Linked DNA regions of Hordeum vulgare: region 1 is linked to region 2. The links are chromatin contacts, called in public Hi-C maps. All regions are on one chromosome and are shown on one strand. The core of a region is the stretch at or near the end of the contact, and the rest is flanking DNA. Distances in the headings are between cores, read along the strand shown.

Region 1 (5,356 bases), core at 2,396-4,895, 760 kb after region 2:
ATTCCCGTAGCTTTTTTGGCCCATCGTGGTTAACTGGGCTGATATTTAGCTTCTAGCCCATTTCTTCTGCCGATTCGTCGTTGCAAATCTCTCCGCCTCGACTCCTCCAATCCCTAATCTATTCCTCTTTCTATGCGCCTGCAGGGTTGGCGCCCGGACTGCGACAGGTCCTGCCGCTGGGGAAGGAGACCACGCGCTTGACCGCCGGTGGGGCTTGCGCCCGGGCCGGGATAGTTGCCGCGGCGGGTGAAGGAGTCTGGCCCGGAGCGGGCGGCTCCTCGCCACACTTGAGGATCTGGAGTTCTGGACAACCTCCAACGCAATCCGATACTTCGGCTTCTCCTTGGTGAGGGAACTAGCGAAGGGTGCTTGTGCGCAGGCTTCGCCGACGGGGCCGAAGGCCGGCGGCTCCCGCATGCTTCGACGCTGCCGGCGCTAACCAAGCCGGCTTGGGGCCCGGCGACGCTAACAAAGATTGTTTGTGTCATTGTACAGTGAATAAACCGGAGCCACTACCACCTTGGACAGAGGCGAGGAGGGCTTGAGGTTTGTGCCAGCGACGGGGCTTGGCTTGGAGGGACGCGGCTAAGATGTGGAGATGCATCCTGTTGTCCAGCCATGGCCATTTTGCATCACCGAACAAGGAAGATCATATGGGCGAGAGGAAGGCGTTGCAACCATTCAGATCCACGGCGAACCATCCAGTCCCTACCTCAAGCTGTATGTTACCCAGCCGCTACCGCCAAAAAAGTACAGGACAACATATACCCCACCTATGGACGCAGCGGTCAGCAGCCACTGTTGGATAGAGGAGCTATACTTGTTGCGTCAAGATTGTGTGAGCATAGGTGAATGAGGAATCCGTGTGCCGAGCTGTCGTATGTGATGTACCATGGAAATCATATATTTTTCTCTTTTCATTCTCCCTCTGTTATTTAAATACCTTTTTCTTTTCGTTTTTTTTGCAATTGATCCTGACCCCAATTACCATCTTTACAGAGGTTGGTACAAAATCATGGTATATTTAGGTTATCAAAAGTGCAGTTTGTTAATGAGCAGCTACTAGCAGAGGTTACGAAATCATGTTCATATATTATGCCTTTTTGTGTGTTGGCAGCAGCTGCAGCACATTACAATGATTTTTATGTTTCTCCCCATGTTTGTATTGTGTAGGTTTGATTTGGTTGTGGTAGCAAATGAGAGGAAGGAGATCAAGATCACCTCCGTCTTGCCCAACCTCTTCGTGGCAACCCCAAGGCAAACCAGGAGTGGATTGCCAAGGGAGGCTACACCATCCTACTCCAGCCGGATCCGATGGATGGTACACCATCGTTCACCAAGGTCACCGTCGTGACTCGTGAGGTTCGTCGTCTATTTGTCGGTCGTCGTGTGTCTGTTTGCCGGTTGCCCACGACAACTGTGGAGTCGGCTCATTTTGGCGATTTCTTATTATTGGCAGGTTCATCCAGCACAACGGAGTTTGTGGAGCAGGTGATGACCATCGAGTCTGACATAGTGCCGCTTGAGGACACTACTGTCGTCGAGAGCAATGAAATCTTGCATTGATATCTGTAAGCGGAGCATATATTATAACCTTCAAAATATTGTGCACCTGTTGAGAGATCTCTGATTATGCAATATATCCTCTCCTCCTTTGGATGTTGATGTCAATTCCCCATCTCCAAGGTAACCAGACAATCATTTTCATACAAATTTACAAGCTTTGTTTCTCTCAAGTCATGCACTCACCCCCGTACAATATTTCATCCAGTCTGTGAATTTTCTCCTGAACTAATAGAGCCAGTTGCAGGTCAAAATGTTCTCATATGTGGAAATGGAAATATTTATGGAGGAAATTTACTTTTACATATTCTATAGATTATCTTTATCCAAATCATGTGGTCTTTTTTCAATTATGAGTTGCAGTAGTATAACATGAAGATTATAAATTAGGTTAGATAGTTTTTGCTCTCTAATTCACAAGTACGTGAGTATAGACTTAGTATCTAATTTTTACCATGTGATGGCACGTACACCGTGCAGCGAATATGATTGAACCTTATAAGCTGGCCTCAAGAACACAAAGATATGTTCATTTTATTTTTCCTCAACCTCATAAATACTTGTTTTGTTTATTACAGTTCCAAGGTATGCAAAAGAAAGCAAAGAAAGCAACGTTTGCTACAGATTCTTGTATTTGTCTTTCTTAGAGATAAAACCACATAATCTAGCTGGGATATAAATTTATGACATTATTTTTTAGTTGTCGAACAAGGTTTCACAACAGTGGTAGCGATAGTTCAAACTTCAAACTTGCAATAGTTCTGTGTCAAATGAAATAAATACAATAAACGAGCATGCCAATCAAGGGTAGACTGTTAATGCTCAACTTTTTCAGTAGTGTTGCAGTAAACCTGATTATTGCCAGTTCAATAGATGTTATGTTTTCAACGAGGATTCAAGTTTCCTCTTCTATGTATGTAGATACTCATGAAATAAAATTTGATTGAATCTTTGGTGAAATGTATTTCTGTACTAATGCATAACTAAGTAATGATATCTAGCTTGAGCAGCTCAAGTACGGCGCACTGGATACGTGCTAGGTGTACTGACATCTTACACATAATTTGCATTTATTTCTGTTATCATTTTTGTTGTAGTACTCTCTGTCTTTCATCTTATACATAACGTTACTTGCTATATCAGCTACTTGTCCTGACCGGGAAGTTCTTTTTTTACTGTATGCAATATAGGTGGTTGCTGATTGGTGGACATTTCAATTTGCACCTTACATAATTCATGCAAGTGAGCAACACCATTTTTCATGTTGGTTTTGTTTTGGTAAGATTTTTCATGTATAAAACGGAATTGCCCGTCTACCACTTTCTTACATATAGCTTTCAGCCTGGTTGCTCTTTAACAAAAAGCCAACGATTTTTTTTGAAAAATATGAGTACCACATGTACGCGTTGCTGCTCCTATGATATTACTTAGTATATTGTTATTTGATATTGCAACTAATTTAATCCTTGTTAGGACTCTTGTTCCTATGAATGTGATGCCCCCCTTAAGCAATGGCTAAGTGCATTAGGCTGACATAATTCTTCTTTGTTTCTGAACGTTTGGCCCTTTGGTAGAAGCATGTGAAGATTTTTTTTATGCACCGTGTATACAATTTATTTATTATTGTCTATTGTCTTTACTTATTAGTTCTATTTTACAATCTAAATTGTTGTGTATGTTGTTACACCATGACAATTTGTATATGTAACCTTGCTTTTACAGAGTATATATGAGATTCCTTGGATTACCGAGTAATGTATTATTATGTTTAGGCAAATTCAATATATTTCATGTGATCATATATTTATCAAAATTAATACCATTTCATTCTATAAATAGACGGGTGCGGCAACGCGCGCCATCAGTGATCTAGTACGATACAATAGGTAGACGGAAGAGCGGGACTCCGAGATCACGGGACCACCGCATGAGACAGCGGCTGCACGCTGCCCCCTCGCCAGAGAAGGCGACATCTCGCATATAGCTAATTTACATGATGAAAACCCAGCGCTCCCATCGCTATACATAACCAGATTGATAGCTCTACCGAGCTAGGCCACATCCTCATAATGAAGTAGTGAACGTGCTTGTACCGCCTCCTTCTGCGCGTAAGCTATACCCATCGTACACCGGTTCCGGTTATGTTCATGCATGATACACCGCAGAATATATACGTACAAAACACCTTCTGTTCTGGTCCTTTTTTATCAACATTCAACAGTGATCCATCCATGTCCTCTATGCGTCGATTCCTTGTTCCTTTCTATTTGCTCAAAGATGCTCTTGCTTGACCGATCGAACGTGTGTGTCCTTTTCTTATTCCCTTTTTGTAAGCGCTGTTACTCGATCGATGGCAGACAGATTTTGTTGCCATAATATCTGATGCTATCAAGTGATCCAAGGTTTCCTCTTCATAAAAGTACATCGCAGTGTGCAGTGGCGAATCTAAAAAAAATGAAGGGGAGGCTGAGCTGCCTGTGAAGTGCAAATATGTATTAGGCCGAGCTGACAAATGATAGATTGGACTTTAAGACCAGCAGTAAAAATTATGTTGCTAGTGCTGAAGGGGGGGGGGGGGGGGGGGGCTTAAGCCTGTTAAAACCCCTCTAGTAAATTCGCCACTGGCGGTGTGCATCCATCTGTTCCTGTGCTAGCAGGTAATTTGCGTCCGAAAAGAACTCTCATGAACTTGCGAAGATTATCTAATCACAAGGATTAGATGGATGAAACACAAGGTTATCCATCCTGCGACGAGCACCGTCCATTTTATTTTTAACGTGTTGTAAGGACAGTGATGCTGAGCATCAGGACCGTGCAGATTTCAGTCTCACACACAAAGAATACGGAAAAGTGATATACTCCTATATTTTTAGGCAATGAGGACAAGAGTTTTTTCTTTTGAGAGTGAGTAATCCTGCATGCTTTATTTATCAAAAGTTGATCATAAAAGGGATACAAAACGAATCATGTGGTTGGTCAAATCTGGTGTGACGTCCCTTATCCAAGGAGTGGTTAATATTTGGCTGAGTAACGTGCCTCAACATTTGTGGCCGGGCCAACAAAACGAAAGTAACATTCCATAAAACCCGATTTCTTAGCCACGATCAACTTAATAACCACCACTTTGCATTGAGTCTAAAGCCACTATGATTTTATGCAGCAATAGATCGTCGGCTAGAAATAAAGCTTCATGGCAAGCTATAGCTTCAATTGTAGACGGGTTCCCAACCCAAAGAACAACGATGGCTGGAGATCAAAGGAGTATGCCATGCTCATCTCGACATACAACGGACCTCTACGAGTTTTCTTTTGCGGGCCTCCACGAGTTCATGCGTTAGAGCCCTATTGAAAAGCTACACTCGATATACCACTATTATCCACCGGATTGATCCTATTCCCCGCACGGGGCGACGTAGAGCGACCAAACGAGCACCAGCGCCGGTGGAAATGGGCCGGCCCGTTATTCTTGTTCTGCTTCTTTCCAAACTAATTATTTTAAAAAAGTATTACCCATTTTTCCTTTTCAAATCTGTAAGCTTTATTAAACAAATTGGCTGACAATCATGAGAAATTTTCAAATTCATGAACTAAAAATGGTAAAATATATTCAAATTCCTAATTTCTTTTGGAGTTTGAGAAAATGTTCAGATTCACGATCTTTGTCAAACATGCGAATATTTTCCAAATTCATGCGCATTTTTCAAACACGTGAATATTTTCAAAATTTGTGAAATTTTTTATAATTAGTAAAACAGTTCAAACTTGCAAACATTTCCTGAAATCTTCTAAACAA
Region 2 (5,127 bases), core at 536-3,035:
CCTCAGTTCAGTTATCTCCTGAAGAAGTGGAATGTCCTCAAGTACCGCCCTTCGCTTCCCTAGCTCTTCTAGCCGCGCCGCGATCAGCCCTTGCTGTTCTATCATGAACAGCACTATCTTCTCAATCTGAAACAAAGGGGAACAACATGAGATAATCTAAAATGAGAGATTTAAGCTGCGCGAAGCCGATGGAATTATCGACAAGTTAGAACCTCATCGTCGAGCAACTTTGAGAAATCTTTGAGAACGCGTCTTCGGTCGTGATTGCCTTCCTTTGTCTGCTCCGTGTACACCTTCACTCTCGCCTTCAGCAATTTGTAGTTGAAGTAGTACCTGAAAGAAACAAGCAGACATGTGATGTTTCATCAGGACCAAAACAGAGTAGAACAACAGAGGAGACAATTCAAGTTGATCAGAAAATGAGGAAATTTCACATACTCCTCCCATCCTGGAACCTGGTCCGTTGTTAGTTTCTTGGAAAACTTCACCATTTTTGCTCAGATTGTATACCTACAAGGCGAGGAAATAATTTCCTGTCAGAAAGAGGAAATAACCAAAAATCAGATAAGAACTGAGTAACTTGGCAATAAGAACTGATTGTATAATCAGGTGAACCTTTCTCAGAATGGAGCTAGAAAACTAATGATCACTTCTTGGGCTCCTCCTTGAACGGATTCTTTGTGGTGAAAGTGGATGGGTGGTGTGCTACTATGTGCTCACTAATTCACTATATATAGCTTTCCACCGGGGAAGCATTCCGGCAGGCTGGATGAGCTGATTGATAAGATCCATGATACAAATAGGTGGAAATCAAGTCTGATACGTACAGCTGGGCAGGATAATTATATATGTATTTTTCACTATCATATCCATTAACTTCTCCATGGATTAAATCATACTCCCTCCGTTCCATAATATAAGTCTTTTTAGATATTTCACTAAAGGACTACATACGGATGTATATAGACATACTTTAGAGTGTAGATTCACTCATTTTGTTTTGTATGTAGTCCCTTAGTGAAATCGCTTAAAAGACTTATATTTAGGAACGGAGGGAGTAGTAGTGTTAGGTCCAGCCAACAATCACCTTGTCTGACTTTTGTGGTGATATTGTATGAAAGTATTCGGCCGAACCTTTCCCTGATCCTATTGAGAAATATTCGTCAAGCAACCGACCTAGCAAACACATTACATACCCGCAAAATAAAGTAAAATAAAATAAAATTAGGCACACATTTATTTTCATTTTCCTCTGGCCAAATACATAATGCCGAGGACCACTACTACATGGCTCATCATATCCACATACATCTAATTCCGTTTGTTTTACTTTTTGAGAGGCTCACAACTGTTTTCTTTTCTCGAACATTGGAGTTGACAATCATAGTTTAGTGCTTCAGGAAATGAAAGCAAACAAAAGTCAGTCCTTTGTTTTTTTGCAAGGGAGGAAAGAATTATAATAACAGCACAACCTACAGAGCATGATACAGTCAGGTGCATCTGTCAATTCAAAGATTAAAAAGAGATACAAAAAAGGATTTTATTTTTGTTGCGATTTATACATACAAGAATTCACGTTTTGCAATTAACCAGAAGGATCTATTCTTTTTTTAGTTGCTGATGATTTTTTTTGAGTAAAGTTGCTGATGAATTTGAGCAGTTCAGAAAAAAACATTTCAGTTCCTGGCGCAAACGCAACCGCTTCAGGTTTTTTAATCGAACGGCCGCAACCTGTCGTCTCGCGGCCCACTTGGCACTGGCACCGAGAGCCGACCCACCCAACGGCCCATTAGCCGCAGCGGCGAGACCCGCGATTCGCTGAGCCCGAGCGCCCTAGGCTAGAACCCCCGCCGTGTCCGGCGACGACGACGACGCCGGCGAAGAGGAGACGAGATGGGCGTGGGCGGCAGCTTCTGGGACCTCCTGAAGCCGTACGCGCGGCAGGAGGGTCCGGGGTACCTCCACGGCCGCCGCGTCGCCGTCGACCTCTCCTTCTGGATCGTCTCCCACAGCACCGCCATCCGGGCGCGCTCCCCGCACGCGCGCCGCCCCCACGTCCGCAACACCTTCTTCCGGACGCTCTCGCTCTTCGCCAAGGTCGGTTCGGTTTCCTCCCTCCCTCCCGCCTCTCCCTTCGGCCTCCCTCCCCCATCTCCTCTCTGGATTCTACTCGTAGTTCCTCGTCGATCTCTCCCGTCTGCTGATGCTCCCCGGCGATTGGTCTCCTGCATTGAGGTATTGGGACATCCTGCGTCCCGCAGTGGTCGTCCGGCGCTGTTCAAGCGCCAATCTTGGAGATGCGGCCGCGGCCCAATCTGTGTTGGGAATACTCCTTTGTGTTTGATTCCTCTGTTTTTTTGACTCACCGGTCGGATTTGTTTTCTGAACTGCTGCAGATGGGTGCTTTCCCGGTGTTCGTGGTGGACGGTGAGCCGTCGCCGCTCAAGTCGCAGGCCAGGGCTGCGCGCTTCTTCCGAGGCTCTGGGGTGGACCTGCCTGCTTCGTCGAGCGCCGAGGCGGAAGGGGAGGCCAGTGCCCCGGCGCCGGTGAAGGCGAGAAACGCTATCTTCACACGATGCGTTAAGGACTGCGTGGTCAGTGCCCATGTGTTTGCAAATGTTGTCTTCATCTTTTCAAGATTCAGAATTTAATTTTGGTTCAGAAAGCTTGACTGAAATGCAATGTATTAACACTAAAAGATGATCCTTTGTGTGTGTTTATAAGCCTTTGAGACATTTCGTTAGTAGTTCATGTAAGTTTCCAATCTATGTTTGCTGAGGCATTTCGGTGCTCTAGGATTACTATTGGAAACAGGTAAAGTTTCTATCTTTGACAGTATTCATTTTATGTGACGCATAGGAATTGCTTGAAAATCTTGGAATGCCAGTATTGTGGGCAAAGGGTGAAGCAGAAGCCCTTTGCGCTCAGTTGAACAATGAGGGTGAGGTGGATGCCTGCATTACTTCAGACAGTGATGCTTTTCTCTTTGGAGCCAAGACTGTCATAAAAGTGATGCGGTCGAATTGTAAGGTAGGCAGCCTGTTATACTTCTTAGTTCTTATACCATGAGATGAATGATTTGCTCCACTTCCCCTGTACCATGGTGCGATGATCCGGAATTTCTTTCAGGAACCTTTCGAGTGCTACAACATAGCAGATATTGAGTCTGGGATTGGATTGAAGAGGAAACAAATGGTAGCCATGGCACTTCTTATTGGCAGTGACCATGATTTGCATGGCGTGCCTGGTTTTGGTGTTGAGACTGCACTTCGATTTGTGCGGTTATTTGATGAAGATCAGATTTTGGATAAGTATGTTTCATACTTTGATGAGAGATTCTTGTAATATGTAGCATAATGAGTTGCCCAACATTGCATTTCCGAACCCGATCTTATTTCTCCTTCTCCAGATTACATGAAATTGGTAAAGGAATCTATCCATTCCTAGAAGGATTTGACAAGGCCCATGTCGATGATCTACCATCACCATCCACAAAGAGCCCACCAGTTGCGAGATCGCCTCACTGCTCACACTGTGGTCACCCCGGTAGCAAGAAAAATCACAGCAAGACTGGATGCAATTATTGCTTGGTGGATTCTTTAGAATTTTGCATGGAAAAACCAGCTGGTTTCGTATGTGAATGTCCTAGCTGTGAAAAGGTAATCTCACTTGATCTACTGTAAAGCATAACCTTCTCGGCAGTGTATTCCACAGTTCAGAACACGTGTATTTTATAATTGACAATGCCTGATTTGGACAAAAACTGTTCCTTAAGCCTGTCCAAGGTTGTTTGATAGCACTACCCTCAGGCCTCAGCTGCTAATTTGTGTCCGCATACCTGTATATATTATCTTTATTGAATTATGCACAAAAACTGGTTTCTTGACTTGTTCACTGTCAATAATGCTTCTGATGTTTTCTGTTCAATCAAATAAAATGTAGTACTGTAGTATACAGTGCTTATTCCTTCCCTTCAAATGGTTTATGGGTCGTAGTTATCTTTATTAAGAGTATCTTTGTTGGAATCAATTTTAGGTGCGTGATCTGAAAGCACAGAAAAGACATGAGAATTGGCAAATCAAGGTGTGCAAAAGATTAGCTGCTGAGACAAATTTCCCAAATGAGGAGATAATTAGATTGTATCTATGTGATGACAATTTCGATACTAAAGGTAAAAGTTAAGAACACTGCTTTTAATATTTCTCGATTTCACCTGCACTTGAGAGTGAAGCTTCTGAACTTGCTGCAAGTGCCAGTTATATTATCCATACTTTGTTCTTCACTATTTAAGTACATGAGAATCTGTTGATTGTCCTCATCGATATGTACTAAGTGAGTCATCATTGTGCTGTCTGCAGAAAGTGGTGATCGAAAGCTTGAGTGGACCGAGCCTAAAGTTGATGATTTGGTTGACTTGCTAGCTTATATGCAGAACTGGGAACCGTCGTATGTCCGACAGCACATGCTCCCTATGCTATCAACTATATATTTGCGCAGAATGGCTTCATCTCCGTGTAAATCATTGCTTCTCTGTGACCAATATGAGTTCCATTCGATTCAGCGCATTAAGATAAAACATGGCCACCCTTATTACTTGGTCAAATGGAAGAGGGCCACTGGTGGTATTCTTTCTGGTGGTGCGTCTCACAGGAAACCAGAATTAGATGGGGAGAGTCATGCTGAGGTAGTGGTTTTGGACGATGACGAGGAGGAAGAGGAGGAGGAGGCAACGGTGAATATTGAATCTTCTGACTCGTTGGATGAGCCAGATCTGCCACAAGTACTCAGGGATGATGATCAAGTATTTCTATTGACCGATGAAGATATACAGCTCGTGAATGCTGCATTTCCTAACGATGCACGGCAGTTTCAGGAAGCGCAGGTACGCATCGATTACTTCCCTTCTTCCCTGTGGATGAGAAGTAAAATCACGATGATGCTTCCTGGACATTATACTGAGCTACATTTGCATTATATCTTTTTTTTCGCGGTTTTACATTTGCAGTATATCTGAACTTACATTTATCTCTTGAACACTGGTTAAAATATCCACTGAATTGGTCGCAGAGGCTGAAAGATGCAAAATCAAGATCACGGAAATCCAAGCTGAGCCTAGCAGAGAGCATG

Evidence for each region. Hi-C and Micro-C count contacts between places; a contact is called where the count stands out from the background.
Region 1: a Hi-C map of leaf shows a contact between it and region 2, with 5 times the contacts expected there. The contact joins the enhancer-like site here to the promoter of LOC123399992 in region 2. A contact is called at or near these places in 1 of 6 Hi-C or Micro-C datasets (leaf) and 1 of 1 datasets of contacts at active chromatin or transcription factors (embryo).

The regions. Positions count from the first base shown.
Region 1 is chr5H:495,729,481-495,734,836 of MorexV3_pseudomolecules_assembly, forward strand. No RefSeq gene overlaps it. Among protein-coding and RNA genes, the nearest start is that of LOC123398324, 21 kb to the left of the region's middle. Within about 2 kb of position 3,646, at least 1 of the 3 cell types and tissues checked has open chromatin away from gene starts, as enhancers often do. A contact at or near this core is called in leaf, where this site is marked.
Region 2 is chr5H:494,973,552-494,978,678 of MorexV3_pseudomolecules_assembly, forward strand. It overlaps LOC123399992 (flap endonuclease GEN-like 1), which reads left to right and starts at 1,786. Exons shown (of 8, transcript XM_045094382.1): 1 at 1,786-2,097; 2 at 2,397-2,594; 3 at 2,860-3,030; 4 at 3,130-3,311; 5 at 3,410-3,659; 6 at 4,036-4,171; 7 at 4,359-4,882; 8 at 5,068-5,127. The coding sequence starts at 1,894. It overlaps LOC123399991 (SPX domain-containing membrane protein OsI_32082-like), which reads right to left and starts at 723. Exons shown (of 6, transcript XM_045094380.1): 1 at 616-723; 2 at 439-510; 3 at 213-333; 4 at 1-126. The coding sequence starts at 491.